2 separate regions of the Gasterosteus aculeatus genome follow, and region 1 is linked to region 2. Evidence: chromatin contacts called from public Hi-C data. All regions are on one chromosome and are shown on one strand. Each heading gives the region's core, a stretch centred on a gene start, on an enhancer-like site or on the middle of the called end of the contact. The rest is flanking DNA. Distances are from core to core; before and after follow the strand shown. Region 1 overlaps fndc3ba (fibronectin type III domain containing 3Ba). Region 2 holds the start of LOC120832843 (tumor necrosis factor ligand superfamily member 10).

The links. Hi-C and Micro-C count contacts between places; a contact is called where the count stands out from the background.
Region 1: a contact with region 2 is called in a Hi-C map of skeletal muscle, with 4 times the contacts expected there. The contact joins the enhancer-like site here to the promoter of LOC120832843 in region 2. A contact is called at or near these places in 2 of 6 Hi-C or Micro-C datasets (both in skeletal muscle).

Annotation. Positions count from the first base shown.
Region 1 is chr15:11,282,342-11,290,070 of fGasAcu3.hap1.1, reverse strand. It overlaps fndc3ba (fibronectin type III domain containing 3Ba), which reads right to left. Exons shown (of 27, transcript XM_040199976.2): 8 at 800-858. Among protein-coding and RNA genes, the nearest start is that of ghsra, 36 kb to the left of the region's middle. Within about 2 kb of position 3,485, at least 3 of the 9 cell types and tissues checked have open chromatin away from gene starts, as enhancers often do.
Region 2 is chr15:11,166,128-11,172,902 of fGasAcu3.hap1.1, reverse strand. LOC120832843 (tumor necrosis factor ligand superfamily member 10) reads left to right here and starts at 3,676. Exons shown (of 6, transcript XM_040199472.2): 1 at 3,676-3,993; 2 at 4,825-4,965; 3 at 5,684-5,729; 4 at 5,840-5,956. The coding sequence starts at 3,880. nceh1a (neutral cholesterol ester hydrolase 1a) reads left to right here. Exons shown (of 5, transcript XM_040200047.2): 5 at 1-582.

The sequences.
Region 1 (7,729 bases), core at 2,236-4,735, 120 kb before region 2:
TCTTGCATTTTAAGTCGTGCCCATGACAATCAATTTGCTTGACAACCGACAGAATAGATGTTTGGGTTGAAGAGACAAACGTATATTCAAAAAATCTTGTTGAAGGTACATATTTTGTTTACACACAGCTTTGTTTAGGTCACAGAGACATGGCCGTACATTTTGCCCATAAACCTCCAGTAAATGTTTCTAATAATACCTTTTTATCGTTAAAAACTTTACAATGTGACTTTTGAATGTATTATCTCCACCAGGACACAGTAAGTAAATGGAACTCAATGACAGGAGAAGATATCAGAATTGTCCTTACTTATCCTTCTTTTTATTTTTCTTCTTAGTATCAACTATAATAAAAGAAAAAAACTGACGGAGGTAATATGAGGTCATGCGAGCAAATGGATTGTTGCTGCACACTCATCTCATCTCCGGAAGAAAAAAGAAAAACCTCTCTCATAGTTCCATTCTTACTGCCAATTTTAAACCCCTCAAACTTATCAAATGTTCCAATTGCACAGCCTCCTACACTCCTTTGACCTGGAGAAAGCGGTTCCTGGGAGGGGGGGCTAGAGGACGGGTTATGAAGGGTTCTTCAGCAGGAAAAGACAGAGTGGGAAGAGAATGGCAAAGATGAACGGACGCTGCCCTCATGTGGCCAAACTGAGCACAGTTTAACGCCAGAGACAAACTTAAAATTGCTACCCTAATTCCAGTTATGACTGGAAAGAGGCGATGGAGGAAAGTGGTTATAAGTGTGTGTGCGTTCTGCATGCAGACGTTTGGGGGAGTGGCGAACACCAACCTGTGGTTTGTCGATTGTACAAAGCATGTCTTGAACACGCTTTCCCTCTGAATCATGATCTGAGGAGACAGAGACAAAAACAGATGTTATCAAAAAATAAAAGAATATATAAAAGAAATATTGTTAAACTGATCATTGGAAGATTGAGTCCACATATGGTTCATAATCAATGAATTGACTTTAAATAAAACCAAAAATGTCACAGTCCCAAAGTAGGATGTCAGTGATAACTTCAGACTATGGCAGATCATTGCCTGTCATATCGGGTTTGAATCTAAAGGGAAAAATTGGGACTTTCAAAAATCCGCCGGGACACCCAATCATCCCACATAATGCTGTTTAAATGAAATAAAACAAACAGACCTTGTTTCTAATTGAGTGGGAAGAAATCATTAAATGAATCATTATTATTCACCATTTTGCAATCAACTAAACCTGTGAATAATCAACCACGTACGTCAATCACTGACGTCAGCAGTGCCGACTTAGTGCCACGTGTATATGACTGTTTACTACACAACGCCGCTGCCTGTCTCATCACTAAACTCTAGAAAGAAGACTTAATATTTCTCTTAGAGCTTTGTATACATTTGTTTCTCCTTCTTGATACGCAGCGTCCGCACAAACAAACCCAGGTACAGGTCTGGTGCATTAATATGATGCGTGTAAAAGGTGATTTATTGGACCCTCTGGGTAGTTAGGAGAGCGAGTGAGTCTGTGTGTGTGTGCATGTGTGCGTCTGTGTATGTGTGTGTATAATGGAAGGCTGTCGCTGCCCCCCCCCCCCACGTGATCCCCGCTGTTGATGTTTTTCCGACCAGAAGAGGCCCGCTTTCTCCATCGAGTCTGACCACTGTAAATCAACCAGGATGCGTGTGTGTGTGTGTGTGTGCATGCGTTTGAGGGTCAGCATTACGAGATCTGTATAGACCAAGTCAGTATGATGTTATTGGTACATGACTGCATCACATTAACACACCACCACACACACACACACACACACACACACACACACACGCTGCTGCAGTATACTTGTGTATAAAACAGCTTGTACTAGAGATCACTGTACACTCGTAGCAAAATTGATGAATGAAAGATTGTGTGTGTGCAAATGGGTGTGTGTGTGTGTGTGTGTGTGTGTGTGAGATTGTGTGTGTGTGTGACAATGTCTAAGTGTCCCTCTGACAGGTTCTGTGGGTGAGAGGGCCTCACCGTGCCCGGGGGTACACTTATGAGTCATGGCAACAGTGATGTCATGGAAGCCCAACCTTAACTTGACCCTCCTGGTGTGTGCGTGTGTGTGCGTGCGTGTGTGCGTGTGTGTGTGTGTGTTTTAGATGGAATTAAAAAGCAAGCAAAGGCAGAGACAGGGAGTGTGTGCGCGTGTGTGTCTCAGTATCCGGTTACAGGAGATGACTGATTGAGGGGGGGGGGTTAGCTACTGGTAGCGTACAGTGGAGTTAGCAGCGTGAATAGAGTTAAACAGGTGATACACACACACACACACACACACACACACACATCACTGCTACACTCCTTGGCTCATTCACACGCTTTTAAAAAAATGTATTTATCCACACACTTAACCCCTTTCATCTATTTGGACAATACCTAACCTTCCTCTTTTTATAGAATAATGACACAATCAGACACACAGCTCCAGGCACGAAGCCGGCTTATTCCAGCCATTCATCCCAGCTGGGAGAAAAGGGAGAACGCTGCCTGCTTAATGCCGCAGTCCTGTAGCTGCCTGTCTGGTGCCGACGTTCAGCAAACAAAGGATGTTAATGATCAAACAGCACGCATGGCTGAAGAGCAGATCCTCTGGGAGAAATAGGCTTCATCAGGCACCGGAGAAATTATTATTATTATTGTTTTTACATTTTCAGTAAAAACAAAAATGGTAGAAAAACCGGCTCTTTTTGTTTAGACAGAGGCTGTTCCTGTTGAGGATGTCGTCACCGAAAAACGATACATTTAATATCTATTAAAGTAAATAATTATAATACAATCCAGGTACAACCAGTTAGAAATTTCAGACTTACACTACAGTAGTTGGGGAGGGAAAAAAAGTCTGCAAACACACCAAGTTTGTGGCAGAAGTAAGAGATTTATGTAACATTTGAAGAGACCGGTAATAAAGTTTGAAAAACACTACTTCTTTACCTCACCGCCGACTGTTATGACTTGCTGTGGTTGCGGAGTCCAGCTGCTTAAGTGTTTAATATGGAGAACAACCACAGACCTGAATCTCTTTCCCACTGCGCCGACACACATACGCGCACACCAGTGGCAGGCCGTGCGCTTTCTACCTGAACTCTTACTAAATACACTTTAATGTGCGAAGCGACCTGGAGGAACTCGGGCCTCTGTTACATAGAGACACAGGGGCTGAATCTGATTGGATGAAAGCAATGGAAGCAGAGACACAGAGGAAGACAGGAGCTGTGCAATGAGACGATCAGCTAATGGGAAACATAATTATATTATATTATATATTATAAAGCTATGACTTTGTGATTCTGTTCAGGCCAGCGGAGAAGGCCCAGCTCGCCCTGACACACGCTCTCTCTCTCTGTCCTCACTGTCCCTCACCTCCTCGGTCTTCTGTTTATGTGCTGCCCACGCACCCTCACTTCCTCTCCTCGTCTGACCTCACATCCTGTCTGCGTCCGACCGCCTGTGTTTGATTACGGAGGGCAGCCAGACGGAGCGAGAGCGCAGGAAAAGAACAGGAATGGGGAATTGAAGGACGGGGGAGGGGGGGGGGGCGCAGCGGAATGAGCCAGAAAACAGACGGGCGAGGGATTTAGAGGAGGAAAGAGCTGCGCTGAAGGACGGTCTGAACAGAGAGAGGGAGAGAAGACAGGCAAGAGGAGTCTGGGTAAGAGATTAGGTGGAAAAACGCGAGGAAATTGCGGGACAAAGAGCGAGCCGAGGATCAACAGAGAGGAGGAGAAAGGGGGGGGATGAAAGGAGATGGGGCGGAGAGGGTTCAGGGGGATGTCAAGCAGGGATTGCATTAACTTTTGTGACATCATCAGTAGGCGCAGAGTAGAGCGCACCACTCACCTCAATGTACGTAGTAGTACTAGGTACAGTACTATAAATAAACCTAGAAATATAGGTTGCATTGACTAAAAGTAAACTGTAGTTATTTTGTGTAACCCTGAAAGATCTTTTTCCCAATGGTTGTTTGATTCATAGCAATGGACATCAGGGTTAACAAGAGTACAGTGTGTGTGCCCCCTAGTTCACAGTCTTTACACTAACCCTAAACAAAGCAAAAACTTTCTCTGGCCTCTGACCACCAAGCATTTTTTCCCGAAACAAGCTGCCATAAGGGGCCAAATGAAGGGGGGAGGGACTTCCTCTCTCCATTGGATTATTTTTACACATTCACATAAATACTATGGCACGCGAGCTTCGTTCCGTATCTATTCGTCTCCTTCGCTCTCCAATCCCTCTGGACCTCGCTGCCTCAGTCCTCGGCGAATACACCGGGAAATGTTGACCCCCTATCTGTTTTTGATGCAATACACCTACGCCACCTGATTAGTGGCGTCACTTTAAAACAGAGCCCGAGTAAAACTGAGCTGGTCCGACAGTGAGGAGGTTGCATTCCTCCTGCATGACGGCCTGCGGTTCTTAGACGCAGTCTGTCTGCGCTGGGACAGAAAAAGACCGTTAAGTCTTGGAGAAAAATATTTTAAAAATGTGGCGCTCATTCAGCCGCCACCCAACACAGACACACTGAGCCGCTGGGCGTGTGTGTGTCTGTCTGTCACTGTAAAGGAGCAAAGTGAGACAAGATCCCCATCAGTGGAAGCCTCTAATCAAGGAGTACAAAGCAAAGCAGAGGACACTTGGCTGGAAGGAAAGGAAGCGAGAGAGATGGGAGGACAGACAGCAGAGGACGGAGACTGAGGGGGCTGAAAAGTTGAAAAGAAGGGAGAAGAGAAAAATTGAGGTGGAGAGGGGCACAAACCTCGGATTCCAAACTATTATCATCTGTTGCTGCATAGTGAGCATTCCATCTGCTCAACAGCTGGGCTACACACACACACACACACAGCAGAGAATTTGCTGGGACATGCCACAGATTGTGGTTGTCATGGTGAAGGTTGGGTTCTCATGGCCAGAGCACTGATCGTTTATAAAAGGGATTAGAGATGGAGAAATGGAAGACCGACTAGCACAAAGAGCACATAAAGTCAGAGGATGTAAATATATTTAAAATTTGCATTCAAGAAATGGGAATGAGAATCGTGGTATCGTCTTCCTGCAGTAAAGTCATTTATTGGACTTTCTAATTCTAGTTTTCCACAGCGAGGATTGGAAGAATCTGGTATACAAAGCTGGATTCCTGAGGGAGGAACACGTGTGCGTGTGCACGAGAAGGACTGAAGCGAGCCTTTCTATGGCAGCGAAGCATAAGAATCATCACTATTCGTGCGCGCCTGTGTCCAAAATAATGAAATCCAAAGTCAAACTTAACCTAAAACTAAAATAAATAAGTCTCAGTATAAACACTTGAAATTGCATTCTCTTATTTCCCCGGCGTAACCTGATTTTTCTCAATAACCGGGTTTCATGTGTGCATGTAAACAAAGACAGAGACAGAGAGACCTTGTCCACTGCAGCCCTCTCGCCGAGGAGAGAGATCTGTGTGAGAGTGTCTCAACTGCCAAGCGACACAAAAACTCCCTACTTTTCCAGGAAGACCATGAATTTGTGCGCATCTATGCGCGCGTGTTTATGTAAGTGTGTACGTGCCGCGTATAGCGTAGCGGCCTGGCCGTGCAGCAGAGGATTATGGGGAGTGAGTTTCTCAGAACCCTGACCCCATTCGACCCTGCTCTGCCCAAAAGATCTTTAGTGAGTGCAGACTGGCAGGGAGCGGGAGACAAATGCGGGGAAGTAGAGGCGCAGAGAGATTTACTTTTGGTTTTTCTTAAGATTAGGAAGATGGAATGATGGAGATCCACCACTGCGGATAAAACGCAGTTGGCACATGCAAAAAAAACACAACAAATTTGCCAATGGTTGAAATCAATTCACAGTTAGAAATACTGGGTCAATTTCACAGTCATTATGAAACAATATGTATTATGTTAATTAAGAACCTTGTGAGAATAGGGACAAGCAGCCCTGCTTCTGTCTCTTCAATCCCAAAGCAGCGCACAAACAGTTAATGAAAATATAAGTTGTTTATCCCATTTTATTCCTGCACCTTTAGCATTTCTTCAACAAACTTTTCCATTGACCCCCTGTAGTTTCTGTGACTGCAACCGCTGTTTTTTTAGTCTGGCTTTGACCAACCGTGTAGAAAGTGAACCTTCAATGAATCTATTGTGGATTCCAGCCTCTGCCTTAAACTCCGAGACCTTTAAATGTGTTAAGCTGTGCAGCTCCCAACACCGTACAAAGCCCAGTCAGGTAATAGGTCAGGTGTAGGTAGCTGTAGGTAATAAGCCGACCATGGTCAGGTACCTCATACAACCCAATACAGGTAATCCCAAAAAAATCCCCTAAAGTCGAACTTTTACCCCGCTGAAGCAGTCGAAAGGACTTAAGATCTTATGCAACCCGGTTCTGGTGGATACAGAGCGGTCGGATGGAGAGTTTACCGCTTATATCACAAGCTCCGTTCAGCTGGTGGGGACAACGTCTGGTGTACTCATTGTGATTGGCGAGAACAACCGCCCCCTTCTAATCCCGCTAGTCCTGTTACATGATATCAGCGGGAAAGACATTCCTCTGCTGGTAAAGCCATCCCTTGTTCTCGCTCTGTTTTCTGTACATCCCGCCCCTCTTTGGACTCTTTCCCTCCCCAATTTATTTCCATCGCTTTCCTTCTTTTCCATTTCCTTGTTTTATCTCTTTCTTTCATTCCCTCTTTTAGTCCTCCGACCCACTGCCCCCTCCATCTTGCCGTACAAATGTGGCCGTATTTGGGTTTGTGGGAAGGGGTTGCAGTTGGGGCGGGCGGGCGGAGGGAGGGGGGGGTTGAGATTATCACCATGGCGATGCACAGTCCAGAAAGCGAAAGGGTCGCAGTGTGACAAGTTCATTTCACACATTTCCATTTGTGTTACTACAATGACAGCAGGGAGAGCTGGAAGAGGAGCTCGGTGTTAATATAAAGGGTTATGACCACTAGAGCTAAAGACCATGACATCACCAAAACACCACAGCACATTGTGCTTTTATAAGCCTTTTTTTTTTCCACCACCGGCATTGTCCTGAGCCTTTCAGATCACTAGCAGCTTAATTAGCAGTGAAGAAATAAATGCAATACAAGAAGTGTTGTCAGCAGAATACAGGTATGTGTTTGTATGTGTTTTATAATTCTAAATTCAAGAACAGTAGTTTTAGTGAGGCTCATGTCAGCTAAAGATAGATGGCCATTGCAGTGTGACTGATGTTACTGGGTCACTACAGCTTCCTCATTGCTCATCTCTGTTGAGTAACAGTCTGAGCGAGGTTTCTCTGTTGAATGTGTTTTTGTTTAGGTTGAAGGTTATCGAAATTTACAAAAAACACGAACTGGAGATCAAATTGCATTTTAGATGAAACTTGTAGTTTAAGATGGATATGCAGAAATAACAAATATTATTCTGTAAATCTTATGCAAAGAATGTGCCAGGAACAAATTGGTTGAATATTAAATTCCAGCAGGGGTTTTCATTCAAAACATCTTTCCTGGCACTTTTTCACTGTCTTTGGCAATGAAAAACATCTCGAGTTTGGATTCACTATGTTAGTGCAGAACAGTCATGAAATGTTTTCTATTATTTATTTTTGCTGACATTTGCGTAACTAATAAAGAACTTTAAGAAATCCCCGAGAGACTCAAAGTGCATTTCATTTTTTTTACAAACTGAGTAAGAGACAGATTTGTTTCCACAGTTATCATAACACGACTTA
Region 2 (6,775 bases), core at 2,427-4,926:
TTTGAAATATCTTGTCGGAATTGCAATTTTCTTACTCAGAAAAACACCTGCTCATATCAGCCTTTGCAGTACTTTTCGCCAATTATTAAATGTGAGCATGGTGAAAAGTATCTGCTTAGCAGCAGCACAATTGCTGTCATTGAGGGCATGTTAGCATGCTAGCATTAGCATTGAGCTCAGCAGCCACGCTGCTTGCTGCCTGTAGACTCGTGTTGTAGTGAGGAAGAACAAAGTCCACTTGACACAGATAACGTGTGTAAATGAAATATTCTTCAGGAGGACGTTCACTCCGCTTCTTGTGGGCTTTTTTGTGTGTTCAACCAGTTGTGGTACACAGCCATGCTTGATAATCACTATAGTGTTAATCACGTTGTGTTCTATTTAATGGATGTTGTATGTACCTAATAATGTCCATGTTTTGCCCTAAACTGATTTAAAGTAACATGCAGGTGCAAAATGAATTCTAATTGCAATTGTCACATCTTTTAAACATTTCATGCGGGACACAAGTACTTCCCGTTTCTGCTGCTTGCTGTTGTGCTTTTTGAACAAACTGATGAATAAAAGAGTCATTCTTACAAATTGTTATCTGCTTGTTATTTTCTCCTTCAGGTACGTTATGCAATTTATTATTAAATTTGAACGTGGAGTTGAAGTAGACAAATAACATTTCTTTCAGGGCATATTGATTAATCACACTGATATGATGTGCCAACTATAGCCTATTATGTTAATTGCTATTTCCAAACAGGCCGATTCTAATCAGTAAAAAGCCAACAAAGGAAAGTTCCCTCCCTGTCTGACCTAAACACACACACACACACACACTAAAAAAAACAGACATTTCTTTACAGCAAAGGGTGGTTCTTTTACCAGCTCTCTATGTTCAAGATAAGACATATTGTTTCTTTTATACTGTTTTCTGTTGTCCTCCTTTTCTGTTTTTTATATTTTCTTGTTCATTTGTAAACCCGTGCCAGAGTTAAAGCTGATTCTAATTTACCTAGGTGCATTTTGGGGGTCACTAAAACCAGCAGGAGGTATAATCAGTGCAACACCCCACTCTACTGGACTGACACGAACATGCACCTTCCACGCTCTCAATCCGACACACTCGGTAATCACAGGTTCTGAGTGAGGCGCCTAAAGCTCTTTGCCTTTTGTCTGTATATTTTCTATTGGCTGTATAGTTGTAAAAAGAAAATTCTGTCTGGTTTTGTGTTGTAGCTTTGTTGCCACTTTCAAACTCATCGAGTACTTTCTCTACACAGCCTTTTAACTACTGTATTTACTTGCTCTATTTATTGAATTGCTGGTTTGTTCAGCTGTCTTCATTCATTCGATCATGTGGAACGGCTGCATGTGGGCCACGTTCACGTCCTACCGGGGACACGGCCTTCCACTGAGGCAATGGTGTGCGTGCATTGTGCCGCTGTGGCATTTTTTTGGCACGTTGGTCTGTGTTTTACAAACGAGACAATGAGCAGCTGTAGTGCTAAATGTGGAATTTAGGGAGATTCCATGACTTTACCGAGAGGAACGTGGGGAGGAGAATCCTCAGGGGAGGGAAAGGGAGTGGAGAACAGAGGAGGGTGGATGGTGTGTGTGTGTGTGTGTGTGTGTTCTGTCCTTTAAATCCATTACACCGTAAGCCTAAATATGTCTTCTGGGTCTTACTCAAGCTTTTTTTTTCTTCAGGGGGAAACTGCTTTCTTTTCCAGAGACGCAGCTACTTACTTCATGCTTTCCTGTTTCCAATTGTTTTTGTAACCGATTTCTGATTTAGGGTTTGGAAACTGGTTTCACTGGAGTCACAGAGTTCAACGTCTTGCTGATTCCTCACAGAGAGACGGCGGCTTTTGAGGATGTTGGTGACGACCAACAATTTTTCCAGCTTTTTTTTTTCCAGGGCAGCAATTGCTATGCAATGCGTTTACGTTTTATAATTAGCGTTGGTGTAGTTGTCATTGCAGTGATTGATTTGAACCCCCGGAGGGATTCACGGGAAAGAATGCAGCGTTACTTTTTGGTAATCTCATCTCATTGAGATTATCTGGACTGAAGCCTGTCAGGAACAGCTGAGGTGACTGAGGTCAAAGGCAGATCGGATCCAAGAGGAAGAAATAACAATGACGTGATAAAAAAAAAAAAATGTTTGCCACAGTTTTCACGGAGTGTACATGTGTGCCTCTGTGTCTCTCTTTGTCTGTTTGGCCATGTGACGGCAGACAGGCATGTCTCTCAGGGTGTCGTCTTCCCCGCCCGGGGGCCAGGCGGTCTTCAGGTAACACTCATCTCCGCTACTTCGCTCTGACAAGCCTGGGAATTGACGCACCCAAGGCGACACAGGAACCTCTTATCGCGTCTCTTCAAGTTTTTCAAATCAGTAGAGGAAACAAACTAAGATATTGAATCCTTCTCCATCACCGTTGTCCTCGCTTTACACGCCCCCACCCTCCATTTCCTGTGCAGTCTGGTGGAGCTCCACCTTCCTGGATCCATGCTACGCCGGCATGTGTGGAGGTGTGAAGGTGTCACGCGTGCTCCAACGCAGGTCCGTTTGATTGTCGGCGGGGGCGGTGCACATCCAGGAGCCCAGAATTCCTCCGGCTCCACTCTCGCTTCCCCCACACGGACAATGGGGCGGGGGTGAGAGGTGGAGGAATGAAAGTAAAGGAACCCGCGTGAATCACTGAAGGTTAAGCTCTGCAGATTGAATGACTCCCCTGGGACAAGTGCTACTTGGGCCTGCACATAGGAATACACAATGGCAGGTCATCTGGCGCTGTAATCGAATGGCATTCACTGAGCTCGCTACACAATTGCAGGAAAGAGAGGGGGGGAAAAAAATGCCTTTTTTTTTTCTCTTCTCACTGTTCAGATGCTGATTATGTGCTTTCTACACTCGAGTGCTGGAGGCCAAATGACAACATGCCATTGGTTCGTTTTTTTTAGGAGCAGCCACTCATAAGGGCAAAATTGTTAGGAATAAAAACGTTAAAGGAACCAGCCACAACACGCCAAGTATCTTCATAAAAACACAAACATTCTTAGCACTGATTGCTTCCAGAGCTTCCCGGCTCGCAGCGAAACGCCTCAGTCAACAGAGACGGTTAAAGCCAGTCTTCAGTGGTCTTCAGTGGCTCAGCAGTCTTGAAGTCGTAAAAAGAATTAGCACTGCATTGATGTCCTTTTCGGCGGAAAGTAATCCAATATAGTATTAATGAGCCTCGTTACAAATTGGAAAAGATGTTGGGATTGAAGTGGAATGAAGAAACTTTCAAGCAGAGAAGAGTAAACGTTGTTCAATAGTGTCTCGTTTAACGAGCATCTGCTGCACACAACTGGGCCTGCAGGATCCTACACGCCATCAGAAAAAGAACACAAATCGCCTTATTCTCTACTCCAACATCAGTCACATGTATTATTCAGATTTGATCAATTATTAGAGACTTGTTATTTCAAAGAGTACTTAGAATGAACTTTAAACCTCAACTATTGAACAAACATTAACATGTATATATAAATCTATATTTTGTCACGATACAAGATACTTTTTAAACCTCTAAGTAACATACTTTAACTATATCAATACTATCAAAAATTCGTTCAGGTTAGAAATTAGCACCGAACTCAAAAGGTGTCCGCATTTCCGACGGCACCTGAAAGCCTCACGGAGTTGCACTTGCAACAGTGCGCTCGCGGCTCACTTCACTGTAACAGCGGCGACGTCTCGAGGCTGTTCATTCATCCTCCCTCCCCCCCCCTCCCACCCGTGCGGAGCAGGGCTGCAGCGGAGCTTGATCCGACTTGTCCTCCCCGCTGGAAGCGTCTCTCGCTCCTCGGAACTTTCTTTTGGGCGCCGCGCTGTGAAATGAAATGGCCGTTTCTCTGTCCCTCCAGAGTCTGGGGCTCGTCTTGCTCGCAGCGATCCTGCTGCAGACCATCGCGGTGGCCGTCAGCTTCGTGTACTTCAACCGGGTCCTGAGCACGGTAAAGCACGAGTTAACGGGTTGAAGCATTACGGTGGACGGCTGTTTTAGAGGAGAAAGGGGATAATGGGCAAAGTTGCAATGGTGACAAGTTAACCTTAGTAACTGCACAGCTGTATGCTGATGTGAGGTTAGACGGATACACAGCAGTACGAGTAAAAAGTTGAAATTATGAACTAGGCTGTCGCTGTGTGACGTTCAGTGACGTTGGCAGGCTCGTTGTAGTCTTGTTCAGTTTAATCGGAAATTGTCATGAAGTGTTCGTTGTCAAATAATCTGCTGGAGAGGAGACATTTTGGAGAGCACATAACTTAAAACAACGGCAGGGATTCGTTTTTTTTGTTTTTGTGACACCTAAAGGCAACATATTCCAGCTCTGACACTACGAGAAGGTGGCTGCTCCGGTGCTGAGCTCTGATTGGCTCAGTCACAGCAAAACGCCCACCTCAACCAGCACGCACACCTTTGACCACTTTGAGTTAATTGCGTGCACCAATTGGCATCCACCTGTATCACTGCTGTGCATTCTGCTTAATAACTAAGCGACTTTATTAATATGCATTGGAAATGTGCGTTTACACTAGAAGGATTTGGCCGCCATCACATTGATCTTTGTACAGATGCACAAAAACTTTACTGCAGGTGTGATACTATGCAAACAATAAATCAATTAACAATTGAATTGGTTGCTTAATGTTTGCATATGCTGTTTTGACGTCCCAAATGTAAATAGTAGAAAAACTATTTCTGGATTTAATCCAGGAAATAATGAATATGTAAAAATAATGGCAGATTTTGAAATGTGTGTCTTGCCTACTTAATGTGTTGACAGATGCAGGAGACTTTCTCCCGCAGCAGCGTGTCCTGTCTAATAAACGCAAATCTGCGCTCTGACGTTGAAAATTCATTGGAGGAAAAGAAGGGCGATCCCTGCTGGCAAGTTACGCAGCAGCTCCACCACCACCTGGAAAAGGTTTTTTTGATTTCATACATTTTTTGGTCTCATTTGTTTTGTTTTGATTTGTGATCCCTGATTGCAATATTGTATGTGCAAATTTATTTTGTCATAATTAAAGGTGCGGTGTGTGTGTATAATTTGGTGGCATCTATAACTTCAAGCGAGGCAAAAACACATTTTCTGATGATTATACACCAATGAAATACCTACTTATTGATATTATATCCCATGCTGACAGTAGATCCCTCTTCAATCCTTTCACTCTGTTCCTTTTCAAGACACCAGTGGCCATTCTGCATAGGAAAGTCCACACTACATATTAAATTCCTGTCTAAATCACGTGTACGGTGATCTCTTCTAAATAGCGTTGACCGATCTGATTGAAGCACGTGACGACCTGCTCGGAGCCCAGTTCTCCTCGAGGTTCCCTCCCCTCAGATACCTTTCCAGCTGCTCTTTATGAGAAGTGTCTGCTGTGATTTGGCGCTTTATAAATAAAATCTGACATGACTCACCCAAAAGGGAACATTGTTATTACAGGTCAACAGATGACGTATTTGTTAGAACGGAGGGAGGACTGCATGAGTAATGGGGCTGACAAGACCTCTGCTGAATGTTTATGATCTAAAGATACCGAAAAATGCATTCAAATGGAAGAGGTCAAGATACACTGACCTCCATTCACTCTTTTTCCCTGCTTTCTTTTTCTTTCTGATTCTTGTTTTTCTTTCAGACGATGGCTGACAGATTCCAGAAGGAGATATCTACTGCTATGAGAAGTAAGAACAATGCCTCCACTGATTATCAGTTACTTCTAATCTGGTAACCCTCCGGCTTTTTACAGCAAAAATCCCCCATTTGTGTTGCTTATCTGCCGGTGGTTTCACAGATGAAATGACAGGAGCGGAGCCTTCCCGGACGTCCGGGGTCCGAGGGGTCCCTCTTCCTAAAGTTGCCGCCCATGTGACCGGCGTCGTCTCGTCCACTGAGCCTCCGACTGCGGACGGTAATGATCCTTTAATCTAGGTGGGGGGGGTGGTGGTAACATCCAGTGCGTGCACCTGCCGGAGTCCTGGACAGCAGAGGACTGGGTTTTTGTGTGTCCTCCTCAGCCTGAGAAGACTGTGTTGCTTCGCCAAAAACTTTCACAGGCCAGAGGTTAGGAATGTGATTCAAGGCTTCTCCCAGATTCAGCAACGTCTTTTTGTTTGTCAGGACCTGCAGATGTGCAGCTGCCTGTGCCTTCCACAATGCCCCGTGGTTACTGTCCAAGGTCTCAATTATCGCTGGGTCCGGATGTTGCGGGTGCGGTATCTTCAGAATAGTATTGGCCCGTCCCAAATACAATTAGCGAGCATTGGTGTTTTAGTACAACTACTTGGGGACCCAACAGTCAGTCTCTTTTCAGCTCTACACGTTTTGACAGTGAACTGACAAGTTTCTTCATTATAATAAAAATGGCATAGTGGTTTATTTTTGCAGTCTTTCCTACGTACGATGTTCACGTGAATTCTGATTGGAGAACCAAATGTGTATTAATTGCACTTGATCAAAGGACCTGGACGGTAAAACAAATTTCTTTTTAGCAAAAACTAGTCTGAAATTGGTTCAAAATGTCAAATAAATTAAAAGACCGTCCAACACATTGTTGGTTTTGTTATTTTAATGGCATTTGTAGACAATAAGAAAAGACTGGTCAACTTTCTATGTTTTTTTTCTTCTTTTCTTTGAATGTCAGTGATATGATACTGCATCATCGTGAATGGCCTTAATAGCTGGGAAATGATTTATATATTGTACAGTTGTGACTCTGGGTGTGTGTCCT